Linked DNA regions of Gossypium hirsutum: all the other regions are linked to region 1. The links are chromatin contacts, called in public Hi-C maps. All regions are on one chromosome and are shown on one strand. The core of a region is the stretch at or near the end of the contact, and the rest is flanking DNA. Distances in the headings are between cores, read along the strand shown. Region 1 holds the start of LOC107920922 (MADS-box protein AGL24-like). Region 2 holds the start of LOC107918137 (polyubiquitin). Region 3 has its middle 54 kb from the start of LOC107917422.

Region 1 (2,700 bases), core at 200-2,699:
AAAACCAAAAGATTTCAGTACTAGCTACAACCTATTAAAGCAAAACATAGCATTTTGCAAGCTCTAATATCAACATTATCTAAAAGAAAAGTCTCAACTAAAACCCATTCCAGCCCCACTAAAAATACACAAGAAGGGCAACCAAAAATTAGCATTTTCAAGATTTGTCCCCTGAACTGATATCATTAGACTTTTACGAACTCAACCTTTTTTAGACATTAACCGGATAAATGGGTTCTTATTTGTAGAATTTATTCGCAATATAAGCTTTAAACATTGTCAACTAACTTTTAGTCTTAGTTAAGGTCTAAAGTTTAAGCTTGGACACTTAAGTTCCTCCCCGATTTAATATATAATTTCGCGATAGAACTGGATTTTGGAAAATATATAGAATATTCTGTAAGTAATGCAAGAAACTAGACCTAATGCAAAAACTTGTATGCTTGCTTACCAATATATGCTCTTTGCATAACATTGATTAGAAACAGTTTGGAAAATGAGTCGGGATACATTGAAATCAAAGGTAAGATCTGATAACATATGAGGATTAATATATTGTAAAACATCCAACGCAACTAACTTTGGGAGATTAAACCTCACCCCCATATTTTAATATATATTGAAACGAATATTTAATAAAAAAATAAACATAAAAATCCAAACAAAATATAAATATAATATAATAATAAGAAGTTTGTGGGTAAATTTAAAATGGATATAATCTTTAGCTAAATGTGCCGGTAAAGATTCTCAACATATACCATGGAAAAACAAAGATCTCATACCCCAATAAATCAGTAACCGAAGGGCATAGGAAGATCAAATGCAGAATGCCCAAATTTATCCAACACTTATGAACTAAAACCAATCGATTAATGAATAAAGCCAGGAAAAATTAAATCAAAAAGACATCGAGAATTTTTTTAATTATAAAAAGAAATATTGGTATCTTTTTAGAGAGAGAGTGTGTGTGGCTATTTTATGCAAAAGATATCAGTATAGTAGTATAGCCTCCACGATCTATGGAATCTGAACAAAAACAAATATCATGTTACCAGGTTTGTTTAAGACTTAGCTTTTTTTTTTATTCTTTTTCATTAAAGGCTTAATTTTTGTTTTGGAAGATCTGTCACAGGATCTAAACCGGACATGGCAACGGAAGCTTACTACAAGTTCCCTTTGCTCTCTCTCCATCTATAACTATGATATAAGTAGACAGAAAGTAAAAGAAGAGAAAGAGTATTATTGGAAGTTGATGGAAAATATACCTGGAGGTAGCAAACTCAAAGAGCTTTCCAGTAGCTGAGAAAATAATGAGAGCAAACTCAGCGTCACAAAGAACTGAAAGCTCTTCAGCTTTCTTGAAAAGCCCTCGCCTTCTTTTAGAGAAAGTCACTTGCCTAGCCGTCAAGTTGTCTATCTTCTTGATCTTGATCTTCTCCCTCGCCATTTCTACCTTAAAAATAACAATATAAAAAAACTCCTCTCAGAGGAAAAAAAAATAGTAACAATAATACATAAAATGACTTAAAAACAAGAGGGAAAAAGTGAGTTTTCTTGACTTTTTGTGCCAAGTTCATTTGAGGAAATTTTAAGCTGAAGCCCTAGCGAAAGACCCCATGTTTCAGATCCAGGTTTCTAAAAGAAGAAAGAAACTGACAGAACTAAAAACTCAGACATAAAAGGAGTCGGATTGGTGGGTTTACTTTCATTAAATTTACCTTATTGAGATATATTTGTTCAGGAGCTGGAGTTAGGTCTGGTGACAGGAATCAAAAGCCTCCCAAATACAGAGGTTTAAACTGAAAAACCATAAAAGAGAGAGAAAAAAGAAAGGCAAAAGCCCTTCGGTTTGGGACTGTTACCTGACTCAAGAAAGGAAAGGTCTCCTCTTCAGACCTTGCTTTTTAGAACTACATATAAAGAGAAGCTTTCTATATTTTATCTTCAGTCTTCGGACATTTTGTTTTTGGAAATTAAGTCTCACTCCGTTTTATTTTCCTTTTTGTATGCAGAGAAAGGAATAGCCAAAATCAGCTCTGATCACCAATAATAGCAGATTTGATCAAACCAAACAAAGTGACTACATTTAACTCCTTTTCTTTATTCTATTTCACTTTTTTTTCTAATAAAATAATCCTTATTTTGGGGATTTTTTTGTGGACGAGGGCTTTCCGTACAATGGAGACTGTCATTGGCCAAAAACCCAAGATATTAACCCCACTTTTACTTTGGCTTCCCCTCTACGGCCACATCATCGCGTCACTTCCATCAATCAACCGACCGCGATAGCTCCAGAATTCCTTTCTTTCTTTATCACTTCCTACTTTCCAATTATGATTTTTCTCTTATATTTGTATATCACCCCCTACCTCCCTTTCTGGGTAATTTAGTGAAAAACGCCATTTCTAAAATTATTTATAAAAATAGATTAATTTTTTAATTATTTATTAGAAATGTTAAAATTTTTTAAAAGGACGTCTACGTTAGCACAAAGTCAAGAGATATGTCAGCAAAACGTATTCTTAAGAAAGCGTTTTGTCCACGTCAGCACAAAGTACTTCCTTGAAGGCGCGTTTTATGCTGACGTAGATAAAATACTCCCCTAAGAACGCGTTTTGCCCTGTTCCAATGGTCACTTAACTGTTTGACCTCCAACGATCAAAAAAATATATATAAAAGGTCCCCTTTCATTTTTTC
Region 2 (2,700 bases), core at 159-2,658, 290 kb after region 1:
CATTATCAATGGTATCCGAACTCTCCACCTCCAAGGTAATTGTCTTTCCAGTGAGAGTTTTGACAAAGATTTGCATGCCACCTCGAAGACGAAGTACTAGGTGGAGGGTGGACTCTTTTTGGATATTGTAATCAGCTAAGGTGCGACCATCTTCAAGCTGCTTTCCAGCAAAGATAAGCCTCTGCTGATCTGGTGGGATCCCTTCCTTGTCTTGGATCTTTGCCTTTACATTATCTATTGTGTCAGAGCTTTCAACCTCCAAGGTAATTGTCTTTCCAGTGAGAGTCTTGACAAAGATTTGCATGCCGCCACGAAGTCGAAGAACCAAGTGAAGGGTGGATTCTTTCTGAATGTTGTAGTCGGCTAGCGTGCGGCCATCCTCAAGTTGTTTGCCAGCAAAGATAAGCCTCTGCTGATCCGGTGGGATCCCTTCCTTATCTTGGATCTTAGCCTTCACATTATCAATGGTGTCTGAACTCTCCACCTCGAGGGTGATGGTCTTGCCAGTGAGGGTTTTAACAAAGATTTGCATCTATTGAATCAAAAGATCAAAAACAAATTAGTATCTCAATTATCAAGAGTTCAGAAAATTAGCAGAAAAACAAAGTCATAAACAATAAGTTAGAATCCAAGGCCGTCATTTATATATCAATTATTATATTTTAGCAAATTTAAAACCTGGAAATAAAATCTGCAAGAATACCATCACAAGAGATGCCCTTTTTAAAATCAAAGAAAACCAAGAAAATCAAAATTCTCAAAACAAATAGAAAGCATAGACAAAAATTTCAAGAGCCTAAACAAATCTACCAATTTAAAATCCCAAGAACACACATCAACAAATTTAAGAATGTCAAATATTTACAACTGAATCTCAATAAACAAAGATGGTCCATTAACAGATCCACTAATAATTTAACTATTTTCAAGGAAGATATTCAACATGATTAACCAAGATCCGATTAGTTAAATTAAAAAAAAAACCCTTATACGTATAAGCAATCAAATTATGAGAAGATCTATCAAAATTAAAGCAAAAAGGACTGAAAACTCATTCAAGATCCACCAACAATTCAAGATAATGAGATAACAAACAAGATACGATTTTAAAAGAAAAAAGCCCATAATAATACATAAAAGCAATAAAATTGTTAATTAAGATTGAAAAATTGAAATATAAAACAACTATGAGTTACCTTGTCAGAGTAATTGGAAAACGATTCGAAGTGTTTGAAGACGGAAGAGTCTGCCGGTGAATAGATTGGGAGATTTACGCCTTTCTTATAGGTGGAATTTGCCGACTTTACGACAATATTGCCAATAGTATAACCAATCAGTTCTTGCCACATTTATTTCTACCGAAAGCCCACGCTGAGTTTGTTTTTCATTCGATAAATATGGAAAATAATAAAGAAAGTAAATAGCAAAAACTTAAATATAGGCAATTATCTGGTTAAAATGTGTTATAGGTCCATTTACTCTTCACATCTTTAGAATTTAGTCCTTATCTTTTTATTTTTAGGAATTTAGTCCCTCTATTTTCCTTATTTCACAATTTTAGTCTAATTATTAACAATGTCAAATTATTTTGTTAACAATAACATTGTAGTGAACCTAAATTTAACAAAGTAATCTTAACAATCTTAATAATTAGACCTAAATTTTGAAAGTAAAAATTAAAATGACTAAATTCCTAGAACTAAAAGTATAGGGATTAAATTTAAAATTTATGAAAAACATAGAAACTTATGACATATTTTAACCGCATTATCTAAAACTCTATGCTATATATAGCTCCCATGTGACTATAGGTTCCTTTGGGTTAATATGAAAATTTGTCACTATATTCCATTTTCAATGATATTTTTCATTTTCCTTATGCACTATAGATAAATTTACCACAATACTTTAATTTTATGTTGAATTTTGTTGTTTTACTTTCATTTGATTGAAATTTGCCATTAAAGTTAATTTTTTATTCAATTTTAATTCAAAATAATTTTAAGACAAAATTTAATATTTTTTATATTTTAATTTAATATTTAAAAATATAAATTAATATAATATAATATTAATATTAAATAAAAGTTAAATTAGTTTTAGCTATAAAAATAAAAAATTAGATTTACCTACAAAAATAAAAAATTTGAAAAAAATTCTTATTAAATTATATTTTCAAATTATCAAAATTAATATTGAGTGATAAAATTTAATTAAAAAAAGTTGGTAGAAAATTTTTATAAAATTCTAAGCTTAATAGTAAATTTCAATCACCTAAGAGTTGAATGGCAAATTTATTCATATTTAAAATTTAAATAAAAGTGATTATTTTATTAAAAACCAACTCGAACTGAAGTATTTGGACGATTTATAGAATACAAGTTTAAAAATTGCGGTTACCTAAAACTGAATTGAATTTTATTTTTATTTAATATATAATTAAATTTATTTTTATGATATAAAAATAAATACTTTATATTTTAAATAGTGAAAATAATTTAAAAGTTCTTCAAAAAAAATTTTTTAGAAGTATTTATGAAAAAGACTCTGAAAATTTATAAATTAATAATTAAAAGCCTTAAAAAGATTATTTTATCAAAATAAGTCTAAAAATCCAAAACAAAAAATTAATATGAAAAAACTGAGAATCAAATCAAGCCGAACCGATTTATGATAGACACTTTAAAAAATCCAAAAAAA
Region 3 (2,700 bases), core at 120-2,619, 370 kb after region 1:
TACCACTGCATAATTATTTCATTAAATACAATAAATAGTAATTTAAGAAAATATGGCATATGTTACTAATAAGTAACTATTATGTATGTTTGAAAGAATATCATATTTTACAATGCTCTCTAGTTCGCAACTTTCCGGTGACAATGAGGATGGCGAAACCCACCCCGATAATGACAGAAATACCAAAAAAGTGAGGTTCAAAGATAATCTTGTTGAAGATGATATATCCATGGATGGGGATCCAGCCCCAGAAGAAAATTTGTCATGGAAAGACAAACTTTTGGGGGGCTCTTCGGGTGAACTTAGTCCAAATCGCATTGCTTTTTCTGAAGGGAGTGATATTGATTTTGAGTTACTTGAAGGGGACGTTAATAAAACTATCCTTGATGGTGTTCCGGCTATCTCTTTCTCTGATCGCTTAAAAAATATCCTGTTTAAAGAAATGGAGCTAACGATCATTGTCAAATTGTTAGGGCGTAACATTGGTTACAACGCTTTACACAATCGAATTTTCTCTCTTTGGAAACCAATGAAATCTATTCGTATAATGGATACCATCAACGGGTATTACCTTGTTAAATTTCAGGCCGTTGAGGATTATAACAGAGTCTTATCGCAAGGACCTTAGACTGTTTACGGCCAATATTTGACAGTGCAACCTTGGACCAAGCATTTCAGTCCAGAGCAACCCTATCCTAGCATGGTGCTAGCCTGGATTCGTTTGCCGAATCTCCCGGGACATCTCTACAAAAGAAAGATAATAGAGGCTATTGAAAGTCTCATTGGAAAAGTCGTCAAACTCGACGTTCAGACGGATAATCAAACCAGAGGAAGATTCGCGCGTTTAGCCGTCTATATTAACTTGATAGAACCTTTGATTTCTCAGGTTCTAGTTGATGGAGTAGTTCAGCAAGTGGAATACGAATCCTTCCCGACTGTCTGTTTCTCTTGCGGCAAATACGGGCACGTTAAAGATTTGTGCCCACTATCTGAAACGGAACAAAATCGGCCAGTACCTCTAGGTGAGCCGGCGACGGTGGTAGGTGACACAAATAAAGGCAAGTCGGACGGCGTCTCTTCAGCTAACGGAACCGGAGGAAAATAGGCAGATTTTGGGCCATGGATATTAGTAGAGAAGCGATATTCTCGGCGGGGGAAGAAGGATTCTCTAGCGGAAATCACGGGGAAATAAAAAAATCAGGCTTTAGGGTCTCGATTCTCGACGTTGATGGGGGAGGAGGATCTTTGTGATGAAAGGAGATCTTCGGATGGAGGAGATTTAGGGGGGCTAATAGAAAGGAGGGTGGTGCTCAAATTAATCTTAAATCTAGGGTTAATCAAGAGAATGGGGAGTTTCTTTCTAACAAGGCCGGACATGTAGGTGGATTTGTGGGCCTTACTAATGGGTCTGATAGGGGCATGGAAGTGGGTAGAGTCTCTTTACAAGAAACGGGTCAAAAGTATAATAAGAGTTTGGACAAAGCTTTGGGGAAGAGGCCAATAATTTTAGACGGTCATTTGGGAAACATTGGGGATCAATCGGCTAAATCTCCCTTTTCTTTTTCAAATTCTATTCCAGTGGCCCCGAATCCTAATTTTTCTAAAACTAATAATTCTTCTAATGGTGCAGATGGTCAAGGCCTTTTGGTTCCTAATAATTTGAGCAGTTTAGACATTGAAAATATGGAAAAAATTAAAGCAAGATACAACCCTGTATTTGACGAATCCGAAGGCATTATTGTCCCTATCTCCGATAATACACTAGACCCAGGTAAGCATTCAGCTATTATTTTTAATAATAATAATAATAATAATAATAATGTTCCTTCTAACCAGCAGGTTAAATTGGATTCAAGACCCATGGAACTCCCGAATGTGGTCGTGAACACTCCAATAAATAATTCCAAACACCAAAAAGGCGGTAGTTCCCGAAGCAATCGTAAGCCCTCTTTTACTTTATGGGGTCGAGGTAGTCGTTTCAAAAATTCTGGAAACACACGCATTTCTCTTGCTGAGTCCATGAAGAAGATGGCGGAATTTTTATCTTCCAAAATTCCCAGCTGTAATCCAAGTGATGTATCCGAGATTGCTGAATCTGAGTTGGAAGGTAAAGAAAGGTCCTAAAAGATAGGTTTGTTTTTTCTTTCTCTCATACTTTTTGGTTTTAATGAATATCACTATATTTTCCTAGAATTGTCAAGGATGTGCTAATATTAAGTTTCTTAGAATTTTTTGAGAGTATGATATGGAATATAAACCTGACATTGTTAGCTTTCTTGAGCCGAGAGTCAGCGGGGCTAAGGCTAACAAAATTATTGCTAAGTTGGGATTTCAGTACTCACATCGGGTGGAGGCAATTGGGTTTTCTGGAGGCATTTGGTTAGGTTAGAAAGACTCTGTTTGTCTTGAGGTGATTTGTAATCATTCGCAATTCATCTTAACTCGGGTTTGGAAGAAACCTTCAGTACATCCTATCATGATTTCTTTCGTGTATGGTAGTCCCAATAGGCAAAAGCGTCAACTTCTTTGGGATAATTTAAGGAATATTGTTTTTCTTGGTCAATTTCCCTGGATGGCCATTGGAGATTTTAATGCGATCCTTGCATCTTCTGAAAAGACTGGAAGTCTTACTGAAGGTATACGCTGCCCCCATTTTGGAGATTTTGTTGAATCGGCGAATTTGCTTGACTTAGGTTTCAA

The links. A called contact is a pair of places that touch in the nucleus more often than the background predicts.
Region 2: a Hi-C map of leaf shows a contact between it and region 1, with 2.7 times the contacts expected there. The contact joins the promoter of LOC107918137 here to the promoter of LOC107920922 in region 1. A contact is called at or near these places in 2 of 34 Hi-C or Micro-C datasets (both in leaf).
Region 3: a contact with region 1 is called in a Hi-C map of leaf, with 1.4 times the contacts expected there. The contact joins the enhancer-like site here to the promoter of LOC107920922 in region 1. A contact is called at or near these places in 2 of 34 Hi-C or Micro-C datasets (both in leaf).

What each region holds. Positions count from the first base shown.
Region 1 is chrA01:40,754,364-40,757,063 of Gossypium_hirsutum_v2.1, forward strand. It overlaps LOC107920922 (MADS-box protein AGL24-like), which reads right to left and starts at 1,450. Exons shown (of 7, transcript NM_001327183.1): 1 at 1,269-1,450. The coding sequence starts at 1,450.
Region 2 is chrA01:41,045,365-41,048,064 of Gossypium_hirsutum_v2.1, forward strand. LOC107918137 (polyubiquitin) reads right to left here and starts at 1,409. Exons shown (of 2, transcript XM_016847668.2): 1 at 1,197-1,409; 2 at 1-532. The coding sequence starts at 1,349.
Region 3 is chrA01:41,128,057-41,130,756 of Gossypium_hirsutum_v2.1, forward strand. No RefSeq gene overlaps it. Among protein-coding and RNA genes, the nearest start is that of LOC107917422, 54 kb to the right of the region's middle. Within about 2 kb of position 1,370, at least 8 of the 9 cell types and tissues checked have an H3K27ac peak or open chromatin away from gene starts, as enhancers often do. A contact at or near this core is called in leaf, where this site is marked.